Regions from separate parts of the Mus musculus genome. Here regions 2 and 3 are each linked to region 1. Evidence: chromatin contacts called from public Hi-C and promoter capture Hi-C data. All regions are on one chromosome and are shown on one strand. The core of a region is the stretch at or near the end of the contact, and the rest is flanking DNA. Distances in the headings are between cores, read along the strand shown.

Region 1 (3,839 bases), core at 857-3,356:
TATGTCACAGGATTTCATTTAAGTCAGTAAGTAGTGTTTACGTTATGGCTGTCATATAACTATTTCCTCATTAGGACAGAGATATATACTATGAAACATTTTTTCTTTAAAAAAATAATAATTTCTTGGGTCTCCTGGAATTCCTGATTGTTTTCTCCAACTTCTCTACCTCCAGTTAGCTCTTTAAACACATGCACACATATGCACACACGCACACACACAGACACACACACACACACACACACACACCAGAGCAGTCTTAGATGTACAGAAGAACTGTAAAGTGAGCACAGAGTACCCTCATCTACTCCATATCCAGGCTCCCTGGCGAGTAACATGCATTATATTTACTGTAACTGGTGACCCCATGCTGGCACATTGTGACTAACTACAGCTCATATTTTATTGAAATTTCCTTAGGTTTTGTTTTGGTTTTACCTGACCTGGCTTCTCTGTCCATTACGTTACTGCTTGCCTATTTTTAATCTTCCAGGGATACTTCTTAGGCAAGCACTGCACTGTGACACAAGCCTTCTAATGGCATTTCCTTTGGAACCCTCCATGGTTTCTGTTTGGTTCTTGCTGGCTCTTGCTGGTTGTGTCCTCATGGGCTTGCTGGAGAGTCTCTTCACATTCCCTCTGGGTTATAGCTCCCATTCCCTGTAACTCTGCTTCCTGGCTTAGCTCATTCGTGGGTGGATGTATCCCTCCAGGAGGCCCTGCAGGAAAGGACACATAGGAGGCAGTTATATGCCTATCATCTAATCATTCTGTTGGAACAGTATTTCGTTATACCTGGCTGATGATTTTATGTTTGTTATATTAGTTAATAACTTCTTCCCAGTGTTCTCATGGCCCTTCTCAACAAAACAAAACAAAAGAAACCTCAGTAAAAGCCTTCTTAAGTTCTGTGGGATTGTTTATGAGCAACTGGTCCTGTCCATCAAGTCTGTGCATCAGCCTCTCCCTGCCCCCTGCCAGGACATAATACCACGCCTAGAACATAGCCATAGGGAGCTAATATATCTTCAGCTCCTGGGTACTTTTCCCTTTGTAAAAATTTATGTTAGACTAGGTTATTTAAGGCCATGACCACACACATATACTGTATACTTAGAAAATATTCCTCCCCTGACTGCCTTTCCCCTTATCCCTTTTCCTCCTCCCTCTAGTCCTTTTGTTTATTAGGGGTTTGTTTCTATTTTCATGTTCTATCTGTCTGTCTGTCAGTCTGTCTCTGCCTCTTTCTTTCTGTCTCTCTGTTTGTGTCTCTGTCTGTCTGTGTGCCTACCTGTTCTCTCTCTCTCTCTCTCTCTCTCTCTCTCTCTCTCTCTCTCTCTCTCTGTGTGTCTATATGTCACTGTGTCTGTCTCTCTCTGTGTCTCTCTCCCTTTCTGTCTCTGTGTATCAATCTCTGTCTGTGTGTCTGTCTCTCTCTCTCTCTCTTTCTGTCTTTCTGTCTCTCTGTATCGTTGTGTGTGTGTGTGTGTGTGTGTGTGCACGTAGTTGTATGTATCTATAAAGCCTAGGCCCCACAAATGAGAGAAAACGTTCATTATTTGTCTTCTGACACTGACGTCACTTCATGTCTATCTCTACTTTCATTTATTTTCTTGCAAATGTCATAACTTTACTTTTTATGGATGGAAATATCCATTACGTATACACCGCACACTTTCTCCATCCCTCTGCTGCTGGGCACATGGGTGAGTTCCCTAATTCAGCTAGTGTGAACTGTGCTGCAGTCCTCAATGGCTGTGCAGATAGACTTAGGCTCTTAATACAAATTAGCTGAAGAAATGAAAGCAAAGCGTGAGAAAGCTGGGGACATCTACAACGGTTCCCGCTCCAAGGGTTTCCTCGGCTCCTAGTCACAGCAAGGGTACACATGCACACTTGCAGGCACACGTGCTTCCCTTTATTGTAAGTAATGACAACCAGAAAGACACACATACTCAGGCAGCTTGACAGACCTGACCCCAAGGTAATCAGAAGCTGGCTGATATGTGATTCCCCACAAAGGAGGCATTGCTATTGTCTTTGCTGACTGGAGCTCAGCATTCGTACATAGTAACTGTCGTATTAGTCAAGGATACCGACAGGAAACAGATGGCTCACTCAAAATAGGATAACTTGAGGAGAGACCATTTATAAGCTGCAGGGGAACCACAAATGATGGGGAAGCAGTTCGGGGCTCCACACATGAAAAGCTGTTGCCACTACCCCAGGTCTGAAGGGAGAGCTTACACATATATATGGCCAGTCTTGAGAAGGACAATGGCCACTGCTCACAGCCACCTGACCACCAGCAGGGCCACGCCCAATGAGGGAAGCCTCAGTCCAGATCATAGTGTTCCATTTTAAATGGCTGGTACTAATGTGGAATCTAGTGTGGGGATCAAGCATGGGACTCTGTAACAAAGCTGGCACACTCTCAAATCTAACCTCCACGGCATGCCTTTCTAAAAAAAAAAATCACTTTTTTTTTTCCTATTTTACTAGGAAATGACTACTAATAAACAGCAGGATTTGGGGGTTTGGGTTTGTTTTGTTTTACAGTGTGTGTGTGTGTGTGTGTGTGTGTGTGTGTGTGTGTGCATGCACACATGGGTACATGCATGTGTGGCACAGTGTTCATGAGTGTGTGAGTATGTGTGTCATGGTGCACATGTGTGTTCACATGTGTAAGTATGTGCACACACGTGTGTCACCATGTATATGTGTGCACATAAATGTGTGCCACAGTGTGCATGTGCATATGTGTATGTATGTATATGCATATGTGTTCCATGATAAGCATGAGAGTGTACATTCTTACACATGTATGCCCAATGTGCACAGAGAGATCAGAAAACGATTTGTGGGCATCTCTTCCTTCCTTCCAGCACACAGGTTCTGGGATCAAACTCGGGTTGTCTGGCTTGGCAGTCTGTGTGTTTCTCACCTGCTAAGCAACCTTACCGGTCTCCTTCCTTTTGGTTTTGGTTTGGTTTGGTTTTTTAGTCTGGCCTGGAACTTGTTATGCAGTATAGCCCAGCCTTGAATTCTAAGTCCCTCTCTCTGCCTTCTCCTCTGAGTGCTGAGATTACAGATGTGAACCACTGTTCTTTTAAAATTTGTTACCCCATAGAAGGCCTGTTTGCCAAGCTGACTCAATTAAATAAGAATAGTAGGAGTTTGCTAGGTTATTTTGGTTTTGTATGCTTGTTTTATTTTGTGAGGCAAGTTCTTGCTGTGTAGGCTCAGTCCTCAAATGTCTAATTCTCTTGTCTTAGCCTCTTGAGTGTGGGAATTACAGGCATATGTGACCACTCCAGGTGTCTGTTGTTTTGGATTTTTTTTTTTTTTTTGAGATAGAGTTTCACTATCTCTATATTTGAGTCTGGTCTTCAATCTACAATCCCCCTGACTCAACCTTTTGAGGCAAGTGAGGTGAAGTCTGGTTTAGGTTCTGCTAAGAGGAAGTAAAACCCAGCCTTCACTTGGGGATACAAAGGTTGGACCTGTTCCCAGGGAGAAGGGAGTGCCAAGTGCCTGACTAAACAGCATGCCCTCCCGTCAGACACCCCAGGCCAGGGCTCAAGCTAGGATTCCATTCCTCAAGGAGGAAATCAGAATGCAAATCAGCAACCGAGGTAAAATGTACAGGCTGGTCAAACAGTGAGAGCCAGGGGGAAAGCGCAGCATCCACAAGCGAGCGTGCACACAGGATCTGTTTGTCAGAGCAAGGCTGATCTCACACGGGTGCTGATGAACAGCTATTTCTAGCATGCTATTGGAATAACCCATGGTGTGGGTAGAATACAATATTTGGTACTATTAAACTCAGAATAGTTTAC
Region 2 (3,839 bases), core at 977-3,476, 49 kb before region 1:
GAACACAAAGACTTCCCTGGCAGACAAAGGGTTAATTTTATAAGAGAAGGGAGAGATACAAAGGCAACTGTAGTTTAGGATACAATAAAAAGAAGACCAAGAGGGCAGCAGTCTTCTCAGCTGCGCAATCTTGGCCAAGTCTTTCTCTTTTCTGGGCCTCAATTTCAGGCTTGAAATATCAAGAGTTAAATCCGTAAGAGGCATCTTTCAAACGGAATGCCACATGAAGAATCATAGAAAATCGGATGGGGGTACCTTCATGATGGCTTTAGAGCAACTGGAACAGAAATTCAGAATCTGCTTCTACGTGTTGAAACAAGCACGTTCACCTCTTTTCAAACCTTGGACTCCTAAGTTCATTTACAAGTCACCATTTCCATGACAACACTTCTGCCCTTCAAAAATAACACTTCATTTTTAATTGTGCTTTCAGTTACAGATTCAGTTCATCACTTTTACCCACCCCAGAATAGCACAGAAGAATATTGTCTGAAGTAGCTCTACAAGGAAGACACACACAGAGACCGGTGCATCTGAGGCACACATTTTCAAACACCACTTGAATACCACACCCAAACAGTATTAAGAACAAACTGCAAAATCGGAGGATGCTTCATTGGAAAACAAAGATAGCTCGGGAAATTTTCCAATAGTTCAGAGGGAAAAGACTGCCATCACATTTTGGGGGTGGCCTGTATGTCTTTCAGAGAACATAACTGGAGGCTATCATACATGCAAATCAGAATTGAACTATAGAAAAACTCGGCTCTCACCCAAAAGCTTTAGCAAAGCAATGTCAGTATGCCAAATATGAAAAAGTACAATCTTCTCACAAGAAGGAAGCTCAGGTCCATCACTACCACTAATAATAGCAATACTATCTTGTATTCTCAGCGCCTCGGTTCTTTTCATAGTGCGTTCCCACAATTTTATGCTACCACAGGTCTAGGGCTATCCTCTCTGCAAAGCTCTAGTCCTTTCCTCTTAGGAGACAGGGAAACAGAACAAGACAGATCATGATGCACGGGCTGAAGGCAGCACCTTCTCTATTGGGCCAGCTGCAGTGAGCCTTCTCATCACACTACACAAGTTCACCTTATGAAATTAAACCTACACTTGTTCTCTCAAGAGTTGGCCAGAGACCAACACATATGGGCCTCGAAAGTCCAAAGGAAGGGAACCTGCTGACCTGTTAGGTCAAGAACTCCATGCCAAGCTCAGGTACCATACCGCCAACACTACACATACACACGCCCCTGGGCTACTGACAGAATTCCTTCTTTGCCAAGCAATGAAACCCGGCAAGAACTGATTAATGGAATCACTAAATCTCTCCCTCTGTGAACAACTTGCCATGCCGCCTCTCTTGTGCCTGCTGCCCTTCCTTTGGGCACGCGTGCACAACCCTCGGAAGGGACCACCGGGATCTTTAAGAACCCGAGGGGATGGTGTTTGCCTCCTGAAGCAATGCAGCATCCACCTCGAGGAAGCAGAACACGCACAGGCAGGGGACCTGATCAGAGAAGGATAAAGTTTGATTTTCCTCCCTGCGTGTTCCTAGGGGGCCGGGAGAGGGCGAGGCAGCAGCCTCCTGGGGTCCCGGGGTGCTCTCCGGGGACAGTTCCCAGCAGCATGGCACTGCCACTCTCCTGACACACCGGCAACCGCGGCAACTCCGGACGCTCCAACCCGCCCAGAGGAGGTGAGAAGGGGACAACTTGCACCGGGCTCAGTTCGGGAGCATTGGAGCAAAGCTGTCAGAAACGACGGAAGGAGGGACCGAGCCCGGAGGCGGGTCAGGGAGAGGTTCAAGTCCCGTGCCTTCCCCGCCCTGGCGTCCCCAGTCCTGCGGGAACATCCCTGCTGTCGCCCCTCCTCCTCCTCTCCTGCCTCCCGCCCGCCCTGCCTTCTCCGCCGCCGCCGCAGGCGCTGAAGGACACGGCGGCTCGGTGGCCCGCCACCCCGGGGCGGCCGCGAGTTGAGGGAAGTCGCCGGGCGCCCCGGCCTGCCCGCGGCTCCCCACGCCGCCCCGCCCTCCCCGGAGCCGCGCTCGCTCACCGTCCGGTGCTGCTGGTGCGGCCGGTGGCGGCTGACGCCCAGCCCGGGAAAGCAGCCGGCAGTCAGCGCTCCGCAGCCGCCGGCGCCCCCGCCGCCGCCCCGGGAGCAGAGCAGCAGCAGGAGCGATCTACCTGCGGCGGCCGCCATCTCTCAACTGGAAACGGCGCTGGCCCAGGCAGCGCAGCGGACGGCAGGGGCGTGGCCAAGACCCGCCACTCAGCCTCACTAGGCCAATTGCAGTCCTGAGTCAAGCCTCTGAGGCGGGGCTTCCTGCAAAGTCCAATCAAAAGGCGGGAGAATCCCGGCTTCGGGCTGTCTGTCACTTCCAGAGTTACCTTACGGGCAAATTCTAGGGGACCGGTCTCTGGCGTTCGAGCCTCTGGGAATGGAGCAGTAAGGGATTGCCCGTTCGATTTGGCTAATCTTTACCAAGTGACTTGATAAGAGAGCTAGGGGAAATAGATACCTGTGCAGAGCTTGTTCCGAGTTGAGTTCTGAGTGTTCTAAGTTGTCTGCCTAAGCACCCAACTGGTCATTTTAAGGAGGTTGGCTACAACTCTCGACCGCATGTCTAAAGTTAGCATCCATAACAGATAGCATTTGGATGTGCCGAGACTAACCCTGAATTGTAAAGTTATCCAATGGCAGTGCTGTGTAGCATGGTATTAGGTAGAATGGTTGTAGCTTCAAACTCCCAGGATGAGTACCTGCCATTGGGCTGAATGAACAGAACGCTACACAATTGAAACATCTGATTCTTTTCCCCAGCACCCTTAGATCCGCATTCCTCTCTAAAAGCAACACTGTTCGTTACCATGTTTGACCTTGGTCTCCCTTTTAAAATAAACTACAAAAACAGAAGACGCCAGCAATGTAATAAAGCCATGTAAAGATGAACCAAGTTTCATAATTTTGCTAAGATAGCAAGTAGAACACAGTTGAGAATAACTTTTTTTTGCGGGGGGGTCGGGGATACGGGGGACTGTCATTATGTTGCCCAGCCTGACCGGCAATGCTCTATGTAGCCCAGGATGACCTCAAACTCACCTCCAACCTCACCATCCCCAGTGCTGGGGGTTATAGGTATGGACCATCACACCCAGCGTAGAATTACCCTTTTTGTTGTTGTTGTTGTTTTGTTGTAGTACTTCGGATTTTTGTTGAGATTAAGTCATACTACATCCTGAGGCTAGCCTTGAACTTATGATCGTCCTGCCTCAGCCTCCTGAGTGCTATGATCACAAGCATGAACCATCATGCCTGGCTTGGACTGACCTCACTCAACTTTCTCTTGAAAACACGACTTGCCACAGGACAAGGTTTCTCAACCGATGGGTCGCGACCCTTTGCGTCAAAAGTTTTTTTCACAAGAGTTTCCCAAGGCTATCCTAAAACACAGGTATTTACATTATGATTCAAAGCAGTGGTAAAATTACAGATATGAGATAGCAACAAAAACAGTGTTATGGTTTAAGGTCACCACAGTATGAGGAAATGTATTAAGGGGTCACAACATTAGGAGGGTTGAGAACCACTACACAAGAAACTAAGTTCCTAGCAATGGTTCGTTGAATGTGGTGTAACAAAGGAAACCTGCAGTTCCTCTACTTTCTTAGACTTCCGAGCTGTTTCTTATTAAGAGCCACTCAATTCTTTCAGCTCCTTTTTAAAATCCAAGTGGGGGAAGGTTTAGATTTTTAAAAATTCTAATAAACATCACTGTAGGCTATATAACCCTACATGAAGTTTTAAAAATTAAAATTTGTATTACTTGTTCTAAT
Region 3 (3,839 bases), core at 481-2,980, 36 kb after region 1:
TGCTATACTGAAGACAAAATAGAGATATTTTATTCTGTGGCATGGAGGGGAAAAAAAGACCCAAATCCATTTCTTTTCCCATTCAACACCTACATGGAAATCACATGGGACTATGAAGATCCAGATTTCTGAGCACCGTTCTAGTCCAGTGAGTGTATCTTAGGATCCAGGAATCTGTGTTATTTTACCCTGAGCCAGGCATAGTAGTGCATGCCCACAACCCCTGCACTTTGGAGGCCAAGGCAGGAGGATTACCATGAGTTTGAGAACAGCATGGGTACCCTAGCCTATATAAAAAGAACTGTCTCAAATAAAAACCTAAACCAAAAATCTCTCCAGTTAAGTGTGAGGCATTTGATTATCAACATGGCATGGGAACTACTGGTGTGGGGCAGGGGAGGGATACCTGGATATTTCTTCTTATATTTATTTACATATTATTATGTGTGTGAGTATGTGTGTGGGGTGACACATTTGCTATGGTACATGGATGGAGGTAAGGGAAAAATTTGCTATTTATGTAGCTGAGGACAACCTAAAGACAATTCCTGATCCTCCTGCCTCCGTCTCTACAGGGGTTATAGTCATATACCAACATGCCCAACTTAATCATTGTCTTCCTTGATCTTGATGGATTTTTATGTTTGGCTTGGTTTTTCAGACAGGATCTTATAGAGCCCACACTAGCCTCAAACTCACTATGTAACTAAGTATGGCTTTGAACTCCTGATCCTACTGCCTCTATCTCTCAGATTCTGGGATTACAGTTCTATGCCACCACATCTGGCTGAAAATTTTATTCAACAATTTATATATTGATGATTTTTTTTCTCTTTTCCTTATTCAAATAAAGAGTTAATTTATCCCGTGAGCCTCCAAAGTGTTCTATGGTATTTACGATGCAATGTGAAATTTACAAGTTTCAGAGATAACAAGATGTGTGTCCCAAGAGAAGACTTTTATTCGCTCTTTTCTCCTTCCCTTTTTTCATGTATGTATGTATGTATGTATGTATGTATGTATGTATGCATGCAGGTATGTGTGTTCCGCAGCATGGTTCTGAAGGTTAGGAGACAACTTGCATCAGTCAGTTCTCTCCTTCCACCATAAGTGTCCTGGGACTCAAATACGGGTTATCTGGTTTGGTAGTAAGAGCCCTTACCTGCTGAGCTCCTCTGTTTCATAATTTGACACAGGTCTAAGTAAACCACACTAGCCTCTAAGTTCCAAGTGTTGGGAGACTAGCGGGGACTTCCTGGAAGGAGTGAACGTGGAGAACTGGAGGTGGATAAGATTAAGATACATTATATCTTACGAAACTGTCAAAGAATAAATAAAAGATGTTCCTAAAATAAAACCAGTGTGAGCCTCTAGACTGGTGGGAAGAACCTCGTTATCAATTTCCCACTTACGGAAGAGCAGGGTTTAACTAGAAAGAGGCACAGGAGAGGTGGACTTTGACAGCAGAGAAACAAAATCAGCAATGGAATGCAGGAGGGATTTTGCAAATCTGCCGGCATTCCCGCCTAAACAGCGAGGGCGTGGCACCGACGTGTGGGCGGGGCTGAGGACAGGGCGGGCCCCCAGGCGAGGGCGGAGTCTTGACTCGGGGCGGGATCCGAAGTGTGGGCGGGCCCCAGAGAAGGGCGGGGTTGCCTCTCCGCCCCGCCCCATTTTCCCCAACTCGGTTCCTCCCTGCTACGTTTCATCAAGATCCCGGCAGGCCCAGCGGCTAAGGGAGTCACGTGAGAGTGGGCGGAGGACGCAGAGCGGGGCTCCCCGGCATTTGCGTCTCTATGGTTGTCAGAGGTGGGCGGCATTCTCCGAGTTGCTGCTAAAGCTGGAGCGCGGACGGGTGAGTGTGAGGAATCTGATCGCCTGGAGGCGAGTTTAGGGGAGGGGAAGTCGGCGCATTTTGGGGACGAGCCTTTCGTGTGGCTCTGAGATCCGGCCACTTTTCAGGTCCGCCAGGGACTGCTGCTGTCTTGGTGATGCTGTTGGTGATATGCTGAGGGGACTCTCGGTCCTCCGCTCCCTTCACCCTATCACCCCTTATCCCTGTCAGGGAGAACTTGTAGTGCCCGGCTTCTAGCCTCAGAGTGCATCCTCTCCACCTGCGGCCAGGACACACTAGTTCTCCCGGAATTCGTGGATGTGGTCAGAAGTAGATGGAGGAGTTTAGAGCTGTGACAGAAAGATAGATAAATACATGTATTGGGGATAGAGAAGATGGGGCGGGGGGATCATTGGCCTTTTAGAAAAGCAAAACAAACTGCAGACTTCTCGGACTGTTCCGTTTTTTATCCTCACCAGCAACTTCGCGTTCTCATTCTCCCTTTCTCTGTCTGTGCCCAGTCCCAGTCGGGGCTACCCACACGATGTTTCGAGAATGAGCCAGGTATTACTGATTATGTGGGATGCTAGAAGAAGAGTTTAAGGCGGACTGTGTTTTATAATAAGTTGTCACCTTTATAAATCCGAGGTTTTGTCTACAGTCCCTTTCAGGTGCTTGAAGTGCAAATATTTGTGCATGTAAATAAATAATTAAGATTAAATAATTTTCTTCCTGAGACATTTTGGAAAGACCTATTTTTTTCCCGCTTGTTTATAAATACATGTTTTGATCCACTTCTGGGATGACTCCCTTAATAAACCTCTGTTTACTTTAAAGCAGTCAGTAGGGTCAGACAGGGAGGTGATTTAACAGCATTAGAAAGGAGTGTGTGCTGGAGATGAAACACATCTGTTGGGGAGTTTAGGTTTCACTGATTGTCAGCCTTTGAGACATAACAAACAGTTGGCGGACTCGACCATCCTGAATGTTTGCCGGTGTGGACAATGTGATGCTTGTTTAGAATCTTATCCTAAAGAGTTTAGAATGCCACTTATCCGGGAAGATGTTCTGGCCACCAGTTACTTTGTTTTGTTTGAATTCTTTTTTGTTCTGTTTTTTTTTTTTGAGGTAGGTTCCCCACCCCCATCACTAGGTTTGGCCTTAAAGTCTGAATCTTTCTGTCTCTGCCAACTGAATGGTGGGTGGGATTACAGGCCTGCCCAGACCTTACAGACTTCAATGGGTTCGGTCCCCACTTCTCATCAATCTTTGATTCTGTTTTGCTTAAAGACATCACCCTGGCTACCTACTGATGCCAAGAAAGAGTCATCAACACCTAAGTATCCGCACAGGGGTCATAACATTCAAAATAATATTAGCAGAAAGTGAAGATTCTGGAATGGCTGGTGTGCCTGGAGAGAATGATAGGAGCCAATGATAAAGCCAATTCTGGTAAAAGCAAGAGCATCACTGCCTTTATTATAGTTTCATGGAGTGGTTACTGTATTCAGTAAATCCATCCATCCATCTGTCCGTCTGTCTGTCCATCCACCCATCTATTGATACAGTGTTTCACTGTGTTGCCCAAGCTGGCCTTGAACTCCTAGGTATAAACACCCTGCCTCAGGCTCTGTAACTTGCTTTCTTATGCTTAGAGGAAAAAAAAACTAATAATACATAATTCCTCATGTAATTGAATATCACATGAAATAATTATAACCGTTATATTTAACTGAACAACTACTTTAGACCTTTGTAGTCATTTTAAAGACTCAAGTAATTAATGATGCTCTCCCCGCCAACCCCCACAGTTGGCTGAATATTTAATGGCAGTCTTCTGCCTCAGGCTCCTGAGTGCTGGGATTATAGGCATGTGCCACCAGGCTGGCAGTAAAGCCATATATATGTATGTATATTATATGTATGTATATACACACACACATATATATACACACATACATATACACACACATACACACAACATATATACATACAACATATATAT

The links. Promoter capture Hi-C pulls out the DNA fragments that hold promoters and counts their contacts. Hi-C and Micro-C count contacts between places; a contact is called where the count stands out from the background.
Region 2: a contact with region 1 is called in a promoter capture Hi-C map of hippocampal neurons, with 2.2 times the contacts expected there. The contact joins the promoter of Mcu here to the enhancer-like site in region 1. A contact is called at or near these places in 2 of 39 promoter capture datasets (3T3-L1-derived adipocytes and hippocampal neurons), 1 of 15 datasets of contacts at CTCF or cohesin (the NIH/3T3 cell line), 4 of 484 Hi-C or Micro-C datasets (cerebellar granule neurons, embryonic stem cells, forebrain and 1 more), 5 of 115 datasets of contacts at active chromatin or transcription factors (embryonic stem cells, intestinal crypt epithelium, intestinal villus epithelium and 1 more) and 1 of 9 other capture datasets (adipose tissue).
Region 3: a contact with region 1 is called in a Hi-C map of pre-megakaryocyte-erythroid progenitors, with 2.6 times the contacts expected there. The contact joins the promoter of Micu1 here to the enhancer-like site in region 1. A contact is called at or near these places in 5 of 39 promoter capture datasets (the 3T3-L1 cell line, 3T3-L1-derived adipocytes, the HPC-7 cell line and 2 more), 1 of 15 datasets of contacts at CTCF or cohesin (the NIH/3T3 cell line), 7 of 484 Hi-C or Micro-C datasets (the C2C12 cell line, the G1E-ER4 cell line, cortical neurons and 4 more), 5 of 115 datasets of contacts at active chromatin or transcription factors (the HPC-7 cell line, embryonic stem cells, intestinal villus epithelium and 1 more) and 2 of 9 other capture datasets (adipose tissue and pancreatic islet).

What each region holds. Positions count from the first base shown.
Region 1 is chr10:59,664,000-59,667,838 of GRCm38.p6, forward strand. It overlaps Gm40672 (a long non-coding RNA gene), which reads right to left. Exons shown (of 3, transcript XR_871746.1): 3 at 555-719. Among named protein-coding and RNA genes, the nearest start is that of Gm40672, 21 kb to the right of the region's middle. Within about 2 kb of position 2,107, at least 29 of the 459 cell types and tissues checked have an H3K27ac peak or open chromatin away from gene starts, as enhancers often do. A contact at or near this core is called in the HPC-7 cell line, granulocyte-monocyte progenitors, hippocampal neurons and 1 more, where this site is marked.
Region 2 is chr10:59,614,466-59,618,304 of GRCm38.p6, forward strand. It overlaps Mcu (mitochondrial calcium uniporter), which reads right to left and starts at 2,227. Exons shown (of 8, transcript NM_001033259.4): 1 at 2,059-2,227. The coding sequence starts at 2,205.
Region 3 is chr10:59,700,833-59,704,671 of GRCm38.p6, forward strand. It overlaps Micu1 (mitochondrial calcium uptake 1), which reads left to right and starts at 1,731. Exons shown (of 12, transcript NM_144822.3): 1 at 1,731-1,855.